Regions from separate parts of the Sus scrofa genome. Here region 1 is linked to region 2. A link is a contact called in public Hi-C data. All regions are on one chromosome and are shown on one strand. Each heading gives the region's core, a stretch centred on a gene start, on an enhancer-like site or on the middle of the called end of the contact. The rest is flanking DNA. Distances are from core to core; before and after follow the strand shown.

The links. A called contact is a pair of places that touch in the nucleus more often than the background predicts.
Region 1: a Hi-C map of embryonic fibroblasts shows a contact between it and region 2, with 5 times the contacts expected there. The contact joins two enhancer-like sites. A contact is called at or near these places in 13 of 47 Hi-C or Micro-C datasets (alveolar macrophages, embryonic fibroblasts, fetal heart ventricle and 8 more) and 1 of 2 datasets of contacts at active chromatin or transcription factors (skeletal muscle).

What each region holds. Positions count from the first base shown.
Region 1 is chr14:56,452,072-56,459,243 of Sscrofa11.1, reverse strand. No RefSeq gene overlaps it. Among named protein-coding and RNA genes, the nearest start is that of IRF2BP2, 90 kb to the left of the region's middle. Within about 2 kb of position 3,798, at least 35 of the 83 cell types and tissues checked have an H3K27ac peak or open chromatin away from gene starts, as enhancers often do. A contact at or near this core is called in embryonic fibroblasts, fetal skeletal muscle, liver and 4 more, where this site is marked.
Region 2 is chr14:56,642,718-56,649,434 of Sscrofa11.1, reverse strand. No RefSeq gene overlaps it. Among named protein-coding and RNA genes, the nearest start is that of TARBP1, 23 kb to the left of the region's middle. Within about 2 kb of position 2,669, at least 55 of the 83 cell types and tissues checked have an H3K27ac peak or open chromatin away from gene starts, as enhancers often do. A contact at or near this core is called in embryonic fibroblasts, fetal skeletal muscle, liver and 4 more, where this site is marked.

The DNA.
Region 1 (7,172 bases), core at 2,549-5,048, 190 kb after region 2:
AAATGGAGACAGAGGGCGAGGAAAATGAGGAAGATCACCAGGATTAAGTTAAAGTTTTCAGGAAAAACACAGGGCAGGAGAAAGAAAGAAAGAGAAAAAAACAAAACAAACAAACAAACAAAAAAAAACACCAGGCAGAACAGCTAAAGGAAGTAAGGGGAAGAGGACATGTTTTTTTAAACACATTTGCTTTTTTTTTTCTTTTCTTTTTTTGTTCAAGGGGAGGAGTGTGGAAAAAGAAAAAATAGGGCCATTTCATGAATGAGGAGAGGGTTGAAAGCTAGACAGACGGTTCCACATTAGCTGAGCTTCTAGATGGCTCTTTAAAAAGTATCTTAAACCAGGAACATGAAGATAAGGGCTAAGGACAATTGGGAAATAATGAAGATGTTGTCAATAAACTATTGATAAGGAGGGGTTAAAGGAGTATTTAGAGAAATTGAAGATATGCAAATGAGAGGCTGAAATAACACATGCATCCCAGGGTATTTAGTGGAACAGGCTCAAGAATTTGCGACACTATGAGGCAATTACTATTATTTTTTTAGTTGAAGTGTAGTTGATTTACAATGTTATGTTAGTTTCTGGAGTGCAGCAAAGTGATTCCTATATATATATATATTTTTTTACACATATCTTTTATATTTATATAGATATATCTTTCTATATATATCTTTTTCAGATGATTTTCCATTATAGGTTATTACAAGATATAATGCCCTATGCTATATTGTAAATCTTTGTTGGTTATCTATTTTATATATAGTGGTGTGTATCTGTTAATCCTAAACTCCTAATGTAACCCTTCCCCCATCCTTTCCCCTTTAGTAACTGTGAGATTGTTTTCTAGAGGCAATTATTTTTAATGCCATCCTGTGCAAAGGGGGTACTAAACACAGGTGTCTTAACACGACATTGCATCTCACGTTGCTGTGATGCATGATAAATGCATTTGCTGTTCTCAGAGTCACACATATTAGTCTGGGTCTTATCCTTACCTCCTCTCTCAGTAACAATATGAGAGGCTTAACTAAAGCAAAAGGAGTTTAAAAATGCTGTTTAGTATTAAATAGAACCTGCCCTCCCCCCCAAAAAAAAGGAAACTGAGGCATTGGGTAATCAAGGGAATGGTTGAAAGATCCAAGACTGAGTCAACGACTGAGTTATGACCCATTTTCCAGAATTCAGACATCTTCCAAAAGAAGAAAGCGCACAGAGGTAAGCTGGGTCTCAGGTGCGAATACAGATGGGTTCACTACTGGAAGCCACCAGCGCAGGGAGCCAGCCTGGAAGCGGACCTTGGTCTGCATCCACGACTCGGCCACCGCCAGAGCTGGTTTTTCCAGCCCCTTTCCTGCTCCCAGGTGGCAGAGCTAAAAATCAGGACACCAGCTCATTCTTTCAGTCCCCATTCCAAGCAAATCTCAGGTGGACTCTAGCTATGCTTTGTGAATTGCACCTGCCAGAGCTGCACAGCCAAGCAAGAGGAGGGAAATGCCTTAGTGGTTTCTGCACATAGACCAGACCAAGGGAGAAATTAACCTTAAGCTAGTGAACAACAAAAGTGTGCTTTGAGAAGTCAAATGAAGGAGGTGATGGTGGTTAGCGGACGGCCCTACACACCTTGTGTGTGTGTCTTGCTGAATCACTCTGTCCAAAGCTGGCAGGTGACAGACACAGGGTTACCTCCTGGATCGGTCTCTGGGGGTCCCTCCAGTTTCTGCGTCTCCAGACTGGGCAGTGCATGCAAGGTCTCCCCTGCTCACACCTGTTACTCATCCCAGCCACCTGATCTGAAGCGTCCTTGGGGACAGTGTTTTCACTCTGCCTGCTCTCTTGTGCTGGTGGATCGATGACAGTCAGCAAAGAACAAGCTGTGCCAGAGAAGAACGTCCTCTTCCTCTGGGCTGACTCAGCTTGGGACAGGAAGACCGGGGCATCTGGCATTTGGTGAAGCCCTTGATTGTCCCTTACGAAATATTAACCGAAATGGATTGGCGTTGGCCTCGTTCTGAGAAGGTCACCCAGGATGCGTTTGAAAGGAAGAGGCCCTGTGTCAACAAAGAGGAGTGATAAGCAGCCCGCCATTTCTCTGAACTGATGCGCCCGATGATCGTGTACCGCAGGCTCGGTTTTATATCTCTCCACAGATCAGTGTGCTTTTATGACAACCATCTCCATAGCAACCAGGTGTCCAGACACTAAATGGATCATGGGGATATGAAATCTCAGCCTGGGAAGGAAAGCCCACCCCGCCGCCCGACTGCCATTTCCGAGGCGCTGTTTTAGGATGAGGGCTGTTGGGTGGGTCCAGGGGACATGGGTGGCCTTCCCTAGGGCCCTGCTTAGCACAGGGACAGCCGGATGGCGGAGGAGCATTTTTTTGATTATGTTTACTAATGACCCAGAAGAAAGGGTAAATAACAGGTCATTGAGACACTGATGAAACCAAATGGGAAAGAGCTGCAAACACCAGAGAGACCAGAGAAATTATGTCAGTGGCAGTGGAGGAAAGAACCTGGGGAGGGTTATCCTGGGAACCCCGGAGTTAGTACTTCTGGGGGCCCGAGAGTCCCAAATGAGAAGGTGAACAATGCAGGGATTGTTTGGTGGGATCTGGGAGAGAAAGATGACAAGTAAGCTTAACACAGGGAAACATACCAGAACGGATAGTGAGGAGCTCAGGGAAGGGGCCGTCAGCCCAGGCTCCCCTGAGTGGTTGAGATGAATCCAGACAGCTGACCCTGGGAGGCTCAGAGGGAGGTGGTGGGGATGCAGCCCAGGATGCAGGGTGTCCACAGAGCAGCATCCTCAGGGCTGGAGGCAGCTGTGCCATGAGTCACACTGACTTCTCCCCAAAGGTGAGTCTCAACAGTCCTGCCATACCTGGAGCTTCTTTTGTTCAGCAATGATGTCCACATGCTGACAGTGCATGGAGGGCAGAGCGGGAAGGAAGGCACGGACAGATACAGTGGAACAAAAGGAGATGTAGTTGGGACCTCCGGGAAGAATTTTCCCGAGTGACATCTAAATAGGCTGCAAATGGCCCTTTGGAGGGAACTCCCATCCCTTGTCATAATCTAAACCAGGACCGGACTGGGAGGGGTGGCAACACATGGGTGTCAGGGGGAGGGCGGGGCCACCCCGCTTCTTTGTCTCGTCAGCCCATGACCCACGGGGTTGAGGCTTAAATGTGCCATTCGTCTACTGCACGAGGATCCTTGAATCCCCACACTAGGTGTGTCCATTGAAGAGAGTTCTGCCCTCTCCCAGGGGAAAGCTGGGGGTTAAATCTGTAACTGTCAGCCTGCCTGGCAACAAAATAAAAGGAAACCACATTCTTCATGAATGAAGGAAGGAGCAGGAGGAAGGTAGTCCCCCCCCACCTTCTCTTTTTTTTTTTAAACATGAGTAAGATCCTCAATATGTTTGAGATTATTTAGCAAATTCTCTGCAAGGGACCACAGGTCACTAGCCAACAGATCATGGATGTAGAGACCGCAGGCTTCTTCCGACCCTACCTCCCACCGTTGCCCCAGAGGTAGCAGGCTGGGCATCATGGGGGTCTCTGTTTAGTGAACTATTAATGATTTATCAAAGTCCAGACCCCTGCACCATCCGTCCAGTGCTCAGAATGTTATTAGAAAATCCTATTTCTGGTCTGTTATGAAACAGAGGTTTTGATGTGCTGCCAGGTTTATGGGGAATTCTGGAAACAGAACACTTGCTGCTCTGAGGAGCCGAGGCCAGTGGGTGTTACATAAAGCTTTCCTAGCAACTCAAGTTTATCAGAGAATGTGAGGCTGCAGTGGAAAAAAAGCCAACGAGTTAATGCAAAACATGAGCCAACCCACTATCCCCGCTTGCTCCGAGGCCAGCCAGCACATTCATGGGAGTGATTTTAACCCGCAGTGTCCCGGCAGGCCTGAGACTCCAGTTAGCTGCAGGTTCAGCACAAGAAAGCTGGGGCTGCTCAGAGCTGAAAGGCACCTTCTCACGGACCTCATGAAATGCCAAGCCGCCCTTGCCACCTCTGCACCCACAGCTTATTGAAATTCATACAAATGCATCTTCTTCGGCCTTCTCGGGGCTGCTCCCGCTTTCTCTGGGCACTGCAGAAATAAATGAGGGCAAGGTCACAACGCAGAATCCCTGCCAAGTTAAATGCATTGGATGGCGCGACTGTCCATCTGAAGTCAATGGGCGAGAATCTAATTTCCAAACCCCTGATCCAAAATGATGCAGCTCAGGATCGAATCCTTTTCTGGTGGTTGGCTGCCAACATTTGTTCAGTTTCTGAAAAGTCTATGTCCAATTGGTTGTTTTAAATCTCCCAGAGCTGGGAGGGTGGGGGTGGTTGGAGAGACCTGGGAACAGAAAACCACACAAAATCCCATTTCAAAGCTGCAAATCAGAGCCAATCGCCATCATGATCTGCTTACCCATGACAGTCTCAACTGCAGCGTTTTAGAGAGGAAAGGAAGCTTTCCCCACCCCTGAAGGTGAGTCCAACAAGCTGAGCAGGACTGGGCTGAGGGGCATGTGTCAAGAGAGAAAGTGGTTGAGTTGAAACTCAAGGGGCCCAACGAAAGTATTTGGAAAGCAGTGTCCCCTTTCACAAACCTGCCAGGGACTGGAGGGCCCTGTCTGTGATGCCACCAGACCCCAGCTCAGTGCCCACCTCCCCAAGTCAGTCCAGAGCACCATCACTCCATTTGGGCAGGAAAAGAATGATTTTGTGAAATCCCGGAGCCCCATCTGTATGATGACACTCGTCCAGTGGGAGGATGGCCTTTCCTGACATAAATGGGATCACTCCAAATCTAGAGAGTCTGTATCCCCAGGGCTTCTCTGCTGAAGAACGTGCAAGGGGCTGAAAAGTGTCAAAGCTACCTCTTTGCCTTAAAGCTGCAAAAGAAGCAAACCCCAAGACATCCTAGTTGAACTTGAACTTAAATTCACCTAGTAGAAGGTGAATTTCTATTTTAGGTAGTCCTTGAGAAGTCACCAGAAATCCAGAAAAGAATTTGCTCTGAGATGCCTCTTAAAAGATTTCATTCAAAGTGGACCAAAAAAAAGGAAAAAAGGTGGCAAATACTCAAAAGAGGGCCACTGACCGACCCAAGGAGAACAGAGGCGTCTAGCCACAGTCCATGTCCCAGTAGGTCTCTCTATGTCCATTAAACAATCAGAGGAGGGGAGCCTCCTCAGAAGCCCTCAAGCATCCCTGCCCCCTCCAGGTGGAGGCACCTCCTGCAGCCCTTGGACGCTGACGAGTGTCTGCTGGTGGAAAGCTGTCCGCACCCAGCACGGCCATAAATGAGTCCATTTCCATCGCCATGAGATCAATACTACTCATTTTTCTCTTGCTGGCTCCCGAGTGATTCATGAATCTGAAAACTAGTTCATGAATCAGAGTGAGGTGGGGGGGCGGGGGCCCATTTGTGCAGTCGGAGAACCTCCATTCCTTTCATGAACCCAGCCGTTAGTTGCATAATGCTTGCCTGCCTGCTGGTTGAAACCAGCCTTGGGGGAGGGGCGGGGGAGACGCTCTTGGCTTCTACTTACTCACCTGGTCTCCTGCTTGCAAGGAAAAGAGTGACCCTGGGTGCTGATTGCGTGTCCGTCTGTCTCAGTGGGTATCTCTGTACCCTTTGTTTGCGTGGCTGTGGGTGTGTGTGCAGGTGCTCGCACGTGTGCAATGGTCTTTGTGCACACATTTTGTGTGTGTGTGTGTGTGTGTGTGTGTGTGTGTGAACGAGCAACATATGACCGGCCTCGGGCCCTTTAAACCTGAATGGGAGCCAAATTCATTTCTCAGCGGAGCTTCATAAGGAAGCACAAGACGAGGCAGTTGGAAACCACAGCCCTGCGAGTGCTGATTACAGCCTGCTAAGGAAAATGAGATTTTTATCTCACAGGAATTCAGTTATAAAAATAAAATACAACGTCTGGCTTGATTCAGCGAAATGTACGAGCACCAGGGCATTTTTAATTTTGCAGGGATGCCGGACAAGGGGAATGACCTAAAACATTGCGTTTAAAGCGAGGCAGAGGCGCGGGGAGCGGCCACAGGAAGGAAGTGGGAGTGGAGGTGTGTGTGAGAGAGAGATGGAGGGAGCGAGGGAGGGCGGGAGGTGGAGAGAGAGGGAGAAAAACCACCCTGCTGGCAAATGAATGCAGCGGGGATGATGTCATTGGAACAGTTGGAGGAGAGGGAGAAAAACAACTCGGCGCTGGGCTAATCCTGTTTGCTGCCCTGAAGGGAATGGATGGCGGCCAAGGCAGGGGGTTCTGGGAAACCATATAAGGGTGCCAAGCAGGCTTTGCCGTCAACATTAGGAACTGACAGCTTTGTTCTTTGTAACTTGGCTGCCCGCCAGAGGCCTCATTTCAGCTCTGCGGCATGATTACCCTGGACGGCCGCCAGCCCCGCGCTGAGAGCTCCTTTTCTTCTCTCCCAGCTTTTTTTTTTTTTTTTTTTTTTTTCTTTCCTCTTTCCCTTTGCCAAACATGCAGCAGTTACCATGGCAGTCGAAAGTAAAGTTTCAAAAAAAAAAAAAAAGCCACACACAACAAAGTCGAGAGGCATGCCTGGGCCCAGAGGTGCCACGGGAGCAGAGGAGCAGATAGAAAAGGCAGGTCACCTATTCATCAGTCCTCCGACGGAAGGAGCAAACACGGAGCGCTGGCTGTCAAGCTCCGGGAGGTGACTCCAGGATAAACAGAGAGGGCCTGGCCCGGCTGTTGACAGAGAGGGGCTGGCTCCCAGGCCTTGTTTTCCTTCTCTTTCTCTCTCTCTTTTCCTGAGGCATTGTGGAGTGCGTAATGTGAAACGGAAAATGTCATGATTTCCACTGGGAATGCATCCACAGTTCTGAGAAAGCTCCAGAAAGCCTGGCCCGCCAAACACTAAAGGGAGCAGGAAGGCAGGGAGAGGGTGTGGACCGTCCCAGCGGCCCCCGGTCACCGAGGTGAACCCAGGGAGCAAAAGCTGCTCAGTGGCCACAGCCCAAGGGCCCTGTGGGCGGCTGGGACACAGACAAGCGGTGACTCCTGGCTGGACTGTGCTGGGGTGCCACACCAGAGCGTACTGGCAGGGGGAGGTGGTGGTGGTGATGGTTCAGTGCAGCGGGAACCAGGCCCACCCAGTCCCAGAGGGAACCTGAGGC
Region 2 (6,717 bases), core at 1,420-3,919:
GCTCAGTGGTAACGAATCTGGCTAGTATCTGTGAGGATGCAGGTTGGATCCCTGGCCTCTCTCAGTGGGTTATGGATTCATTCAGCATTGTTGTGAGCTGTGGTGTAGGTTGCGGACTCGGCTTGGATCCTGCGTTGCTATGGCTGTGGTGTAGCCTGCAGCTTCAGCTCCAATTTGACCCTTAGCTTGGGAACCTCCGTATGCCCTAAAAAGCCAAAAATAAAATAAATAAAAAATTTTAAAAAAAGAAAGAAACGGGGATTTGAACACAGACACACAAAGAGGAAGGACCACGTGAACATATAGGGAGAAGAGAAGCCAGGGAGAGGAGCCTCCGAAGAAATTGTGAGAAAATACATCCTGGCTGTTTATGTCACCGGTGTGTGATGCTTTGTTATGGCAGCCAAAACACAATCACCACAAATGTCTTTCACTTTTGAAAAGATGGCTATTTAATCATGGGTCAAGGGAGTACGATAGATCAATATCTCACTAAAGTCACTTTGTCAAGTGTGCTTACTTCAAGAAGCACTTGAAAGTGGGGGTGGAGGAAAGGTTTCGACGTTGAACGACTTTGGAAACTATAACAAACCCTCGTTCCTTCTTAATACCCTCTATAATCTCGGTATGTCAAAGCGCTTGAGAGGTCCCACAGTAACACCTGTCTTAACTGGCTGGGTGTGACTCGGTTTCGAAAACTTGGAGGGACTTTTTTTTTTTTTTTAAGATAGAATTCTGAATAGGTAAGTCAGTATTCTTGGAATATGCTTTGGGAACACTCGTGTGAGCCGAAAATGAAGCAGCTGTTCTGAGAATGTGCAGATGCCATGAAGCAACCTTGAAAGAGCGTAGGATTCAGAAGGCTGGAGAAGAGAACCTAAGAGGTTTCCAGGCTCTCATGCCCAAACCTGTGCCATCATGACCTGGACAGGAGGACATAGGAGGCTGGTTGGGGCTGGAGCTAAGGGCTCCTGGTGCTGTCCCAGAGGACCATCATTACCTCCGAGGAGAGCCCGAGTCCTCGAATTTCCTATTGCAGAATAAGGAGCGGAATTTAGAAAAGCTGGCTCTTGGTGTCTTCCTTTCAGACCCCCCGGTGATCAGTCCCCTCCTCAGCAGAACAGAAAGCTCACAATAGAATGTAAAATGGTGCAGCCACTATGGAAAACCGTGTGGAGGTTCCCAAAAAACTAAACATAGAGTCGCTGTATGATCCAGTAATCCCACTCCTGGGCATCTATCTGGACAAAACTATGATTTGAAAAGATAATGCACCCCTATATTCATAGCAGCGCTATTCTCAGTAGCCAAGACTTGGAAGCAACCTAAATGTCCATCAGCAGAGGACACATATCTACAATGGAATATGACTCAGCCATAAAAAAGAAGGAAAGAATGCCTTTTGTAGCAACATGGATGGATATAAAGATTATCATACTTTGTGAAGTTAGACAGTGAAAAAACAAATATCATATAATATAACTTTTATGTGGAATATAAAATATCACACAAATGAATTTATCTATGAAACAGAAACCGACCCACAGACATAGAGAATCAACTTGTGGTTGCCAAGGGGAAGGAGGGCTGAGGGAGGGATGGAGTAGGAGAGTGGGGTTAGCAGATGCAAACTATTCTAGATAGAATGGATAAACAAGGTCCTGCTGTACAGCGTGGGGAACTAGGTTCAATATCCTGTGATCAAACACAATGAAAAAGAATATATATGTATAACTGAATCACTGTGCTGAACAGCAGAAATTAACACAACATTGTGAATCATCTACACTCCAATAAAATAAATTAAGCAATGAGATCCTGCTGTATAGCATAGGGAACTATACATAGTCACTTATGATGGAACATCATGGAGGATAATATGAGAAAAAGAATATATATATATGGATGACTGGATCTCTTTGTTGTACAATAGAAATGGACAGAACACTGTAAACCAATCATAATGGAAAAAATAAAAATCATTAAAAAGTAAATAAAAAGATTAAAAAAAAAAAAAAAAAAAAAGCAGCTCCAGAATACTAGCCTATTAAATTCTGCAAATCAATGGAGTCAAAGGCCGGAGAGAGCGCGCAATATCAGCTTCAGGCCACCAGATGGCGCGCGGCATCCACAGTGCTTCTGCGCCGGCCTCTGGTTGGTCCCCGCGCTGGCCCAGGGCCCAGAGAAAACGTGTTGTGCGGCTCCTCTTAGGGGAGCGCCCTGTACGGGTTTTTTTCCCCTTACACTTTAGAAAACCTGTGTATAGAAGAGCATGTGAAACACCACACTGCACAGCTGTGCTCTTCCTGTGCTGTCCTTCCAGGGGACACGTCAGCAGCATTTTCCCCTTGTCTGGAGAGTTTCAAAGCCCAGTTTCTTCTTGCATTTTTGTTCTCCCTGGATCTTGAAGTCTGTAGGACTTAGCTTCCATTTTGAAACCCACAATCCTGCTGAAATAGAATCGCTTGGAAAAAAATATCCCAAGGATTGTTTATTAGGTCAGGCAACCACATTTCTGGCACGGAAAGGAACTCTGCAGACACTTTGTTACTCTGGTATTCTGACAGCTAACACAGTGGGGTGTAAAATTTTTACGTAATCCCAAACCTCAGCCCTGAAGAGTTAATGATGTTACTCATGCCACTGGGGCATGAAAGAAAGACTCGCATTTTTGGGCGGTTACTGCTTGCCCAGCGTGGTGCAGTGAGCCATGAGGCTGAAGGCCAAGGGACTCTGGCCACCCAGGCAGTGAAATAATTCCCCAGAAATGCACTGCCTGGAGTGGAAATGCTAGGAAAGGGAACATTCATTCCAGGGCATTATGGACGGTCATTCAGTCTGAAGTTTGCTCGCCTCTCAACATGGCCAATCTCACACTTGGGACATATTACATAGATACCAGGAAATGATGGAAATCAAGCAGTGGTCAAGGCTGGGTTGTAAGCAGTGAACTCTTTCCTTCTTTTCAGTTCCAATAAGATGAATAATGAATAACCTAGTTTTTGAATGGAAAGCACATTTCAATAGATGGGTGATGCTTTCAGAAAGGCCTTTGAGAGTTTCCGTTTATTTCCTTCTTTCTTTCTCTTTCAGAAGTAGGGCCCTGGAGTGGAAGACAGAAGCGATATTCCAATAGTTGAGGGCCTACATTTTTTACCCATTCAGAGACTTGTGTGAATAAAGAAAAGCAGACTCTAATATCTACCTTGGCACCTACTATTTGCTAGGCCTTCTGTTGTATGTTTTAAAAGTACTTTATTATTTCATCTTCCTGACAATTTAGTGGTTGGCACTGGCCCAGGTTTTCAGATGAGAAACCTCAGTTCAGAGAGGTTAAGGAGCTTGCCTGAAGTCACACAGCCAGTAAATGTGAGAACTAGGAGACAGACCCAGTTATGCCTGACTTCAAAGCCTGGTTTGTTCTCTTTCACCAAGGCATGTCATGGACTCACAGAACCTTCGAGACGAGAGGGATTTGGGAATTTATTTATTTATTTATTTATTTATTTATTTATTTTTGGCCGCCACCCCCCCCCCCCCCCCCGCATGTGAAAGCTCCCTGGCCAGGGATTGAACCCACATCACAGCAGCAACCCAAGCAGCTGCAGTGACAATGCCAGGTCCTTAACCCACTGAGCCATAGAGGAACTCCTAGGAGGTCATTTAGATAAACCGTCTAAATAAGGCAGGAATTCCTTTTCCAGCATTCTCCATAAGTTGTAAGTCTATGTGTGTCTGAAATCAAAAGCTGAAGCCTAGAGAGAAATAAGAGCAAGACTTCAGAAGACAGATGGAGGGCCTAGATAAATATCCTAGATTTTGTTTCAATTTTATTTAAAAATTCAACAACACACACACACACAAGATGGCTGTAGTAGTCTCAGGTGTGAGTGCTATAATTAAAAGAGATTCAGAGGAATTCAAAACACCTTCCCATACCAGAAATGTACATTCTGGTAAAAAGCCCCCTCTCAGTGCTGGGGAAAGTGAACCACAGGGAGGGAGGGTAGGTGACGGGCCTCAGGCCACACAACAAGTCGGTGGCCAGGCTAGAAATAGCCCTGAACGCTGTGTGTCCCGGCTGTCCCTGGGTGCTGCTCTCCTTGCCACCTCACACTTAGTCCCTTGTCATGACTAGCTGTGTGTGAATTTGGTAAGGAAACCCAAAACCGGGTTTCAGTTTTCATTACATACCGGAAACTTGGCCTCAGATCACTAAAAAGCTCACCGTGGTTTGTGAGCCTCGCAAGCAGATGGAGCCAGGTTCCTGCCATGCGCCTGCCCTGCCGAGGCCAGCAGGGATTTGTGGGTCTGAGCGGGAACCACGTACAATTCCGTAGCCTCGGCAGGGCCGGGTCCCAGGTGCAGGCCGGCCTGGGGTGACACTGGGAGGATAGGAGCCTGGGCAGATCTCAGCCACTGTGGGGGACAGAGCAGAAGGGGACAGATGATATAAGAGGTGGGCATATTCATTTGCAAAAGAAGTTATGGAAGTTGCTGGTGAGATTTATCTTGGTAATTAAGTGATAATGGCTGTATAAAGCTGCTTGAGATGGAATCCCTGTAAAATACTGACAGGACGGAGGTCCTTTTGAGAAATTGTCTTATTGTTTTCAGAAGCAATTTGGGTTTCTACAGTACTATATACCCGCTAACTAGGAACGCCTCAAAGAGTCCTCGTTAGGCAGGGCCCCGGGCCGGCCCATCAGTGCAGATCCCAAAGATCGACCATCTCTAAGTCGCCTGTATTAGCTCACTCCACTATTCCTGCCCCCGGCCCTCAGAGGAAGGACACAAAGTTGTGGGGGTTTTTTTGTTTGTTTGTTTGTTTTTGTTTTTTTTTTAGGGCCGCACCTGCAGCATACGGAGGTTCCCAGGCTAGGGGTCACATTGGAGCTACAGCTGCCAGCCTACACCACAGCCACAGCAATGCCAGATCCAAGCCGTGTCTTCAATCTACACCACAGGTCACGGCACCACCAGATCCTTAACCCATTGAGCCAGGCCAGGGATCGAACCTGTGTCTTCATGGATCCTAGTCAGGTTTGTTAACCACTGAGCCACAGAGAGAACTCCCAATGAAAATGTTCTTTTAATGGCATGGAAAAGTAGGGAGTGTTTTGTTTTGTCTTAAACCATTAAGATCCTCTGTACAACCAGCTTGAAATAACCAGTTTAGTGAAGGGGAATTAGGGGAATTTTGAAGTGACCAGGCTCAAGGAGCATCCAAAGATCTTGCAAGAATTCAAGTTCAAACTACTGTGTAAAACGGAGGTGGCTCTCTCCGCTTGCCGGCTGGCAATGGTGGCCCAAATATCCATCAGGCTGGGGAAAAGGAATAAGGGAGAAAAATATTCTCTAAATATTCTCTGGAGTTCCATTGTGGCTCAGTGGGTTAAGGACATGACATTGTCTCTGTGAGGATTCAGGTTCAATCCCTGGCCTCGCTCAGTGGGTTAAGGATCAGGTGTTGCCTCAAGCTGCCATGTAGGTCACAGATGCAGTTGGATCCGATGTTGCCTTGGCCGTGGTGTAGGCTGGCAGCTGCAGCTCCGATTCGACTCCTGGCCTAGGAACGTCCATATGTCGCAGGTGTGGCTGTAAAATAAGTGCATGAATGAATAAATAAATAAATAATCTCTAAAATATTAACTATATATACATATATAATATATACTTTAATATGTTATAGCTGTATTTTTTTTTTTGTCTTTTTGCTATTTCTTTGGGCCGCTCCCGTGGCATATGGAGGTTCCCAGGCTAGGGGTCTAATCGGAGCTGTAGCCACTGGCCTACGCCAGAGCCACAGCAACGCAGGATCCAAGCCGCGTCTGCAACCTACACCACAGCTCACGGCAACGCTGGATCATTAACCCACTGAGCAAGGGCAGGGACCGAACCCGCAACCTCATGGTTCCTAGTCGGATTTGTTAACCACTGCGCCACGACGGGAACTCCTATAGCTGTATTTTAATTATATATATAAGTTTCTCTTTCCCTAAATGGTGGAAGTCTAAATAAATAGCTGGTCCTCGGAAAGAGAGTGTAGGAAACAGTACCTCCCTTACAATGCTTTGACTTAATGAGTTCTGACTTCATGATGGTTTGAAAGTGATATGCATTCAGTAGAAATGCATTCTTCGAATTTTGAATTGTGACCTTTCTCCAGGCCAGGGATATGTGGCACCATCCTCCATCCTCTGGGCCAGGCTGGGACCTGGGACCTTGGACCCTTTGCTGCAGTGGCTGCAATGCTTGCCCCTTGGAGTTCCCTTCGTGGCTCAGTGGAAACAATCTGATTAGTATCCATAAGGATGCAGGTTTGATCCCTGGCCTTGCTCAGTGGGTTAAGGATCTGGCGTTGCCGTGAGCTGTGGTGTAGGTCACAGACATGTCTCAGAGCTGACATTGCTGTGGCTGTGGTATAGGCCAGCAGCTGCAGCTCCGATTCAAGCCCTGGCCTGGGAACCTCATACGCCACAGGTTGGCCCTAAAAAGCAAAAAAAAAAAAAAAAAAAAAAAAAAAGCTTGCACCAGCACAAACACCTCCTGGAGCAACAAAATACAAAGAAACTATAAGGAGCTAAAAATAACTATGTGCATGCGCAATTGCACAAATTATAAACAATGAGATACAAAAAAAACCCCTAAACTCCCACAGCCACTTAGGCCACTTAGTCAAAGCAGGGTAGGCACATGCCCCTGGCACACAACACC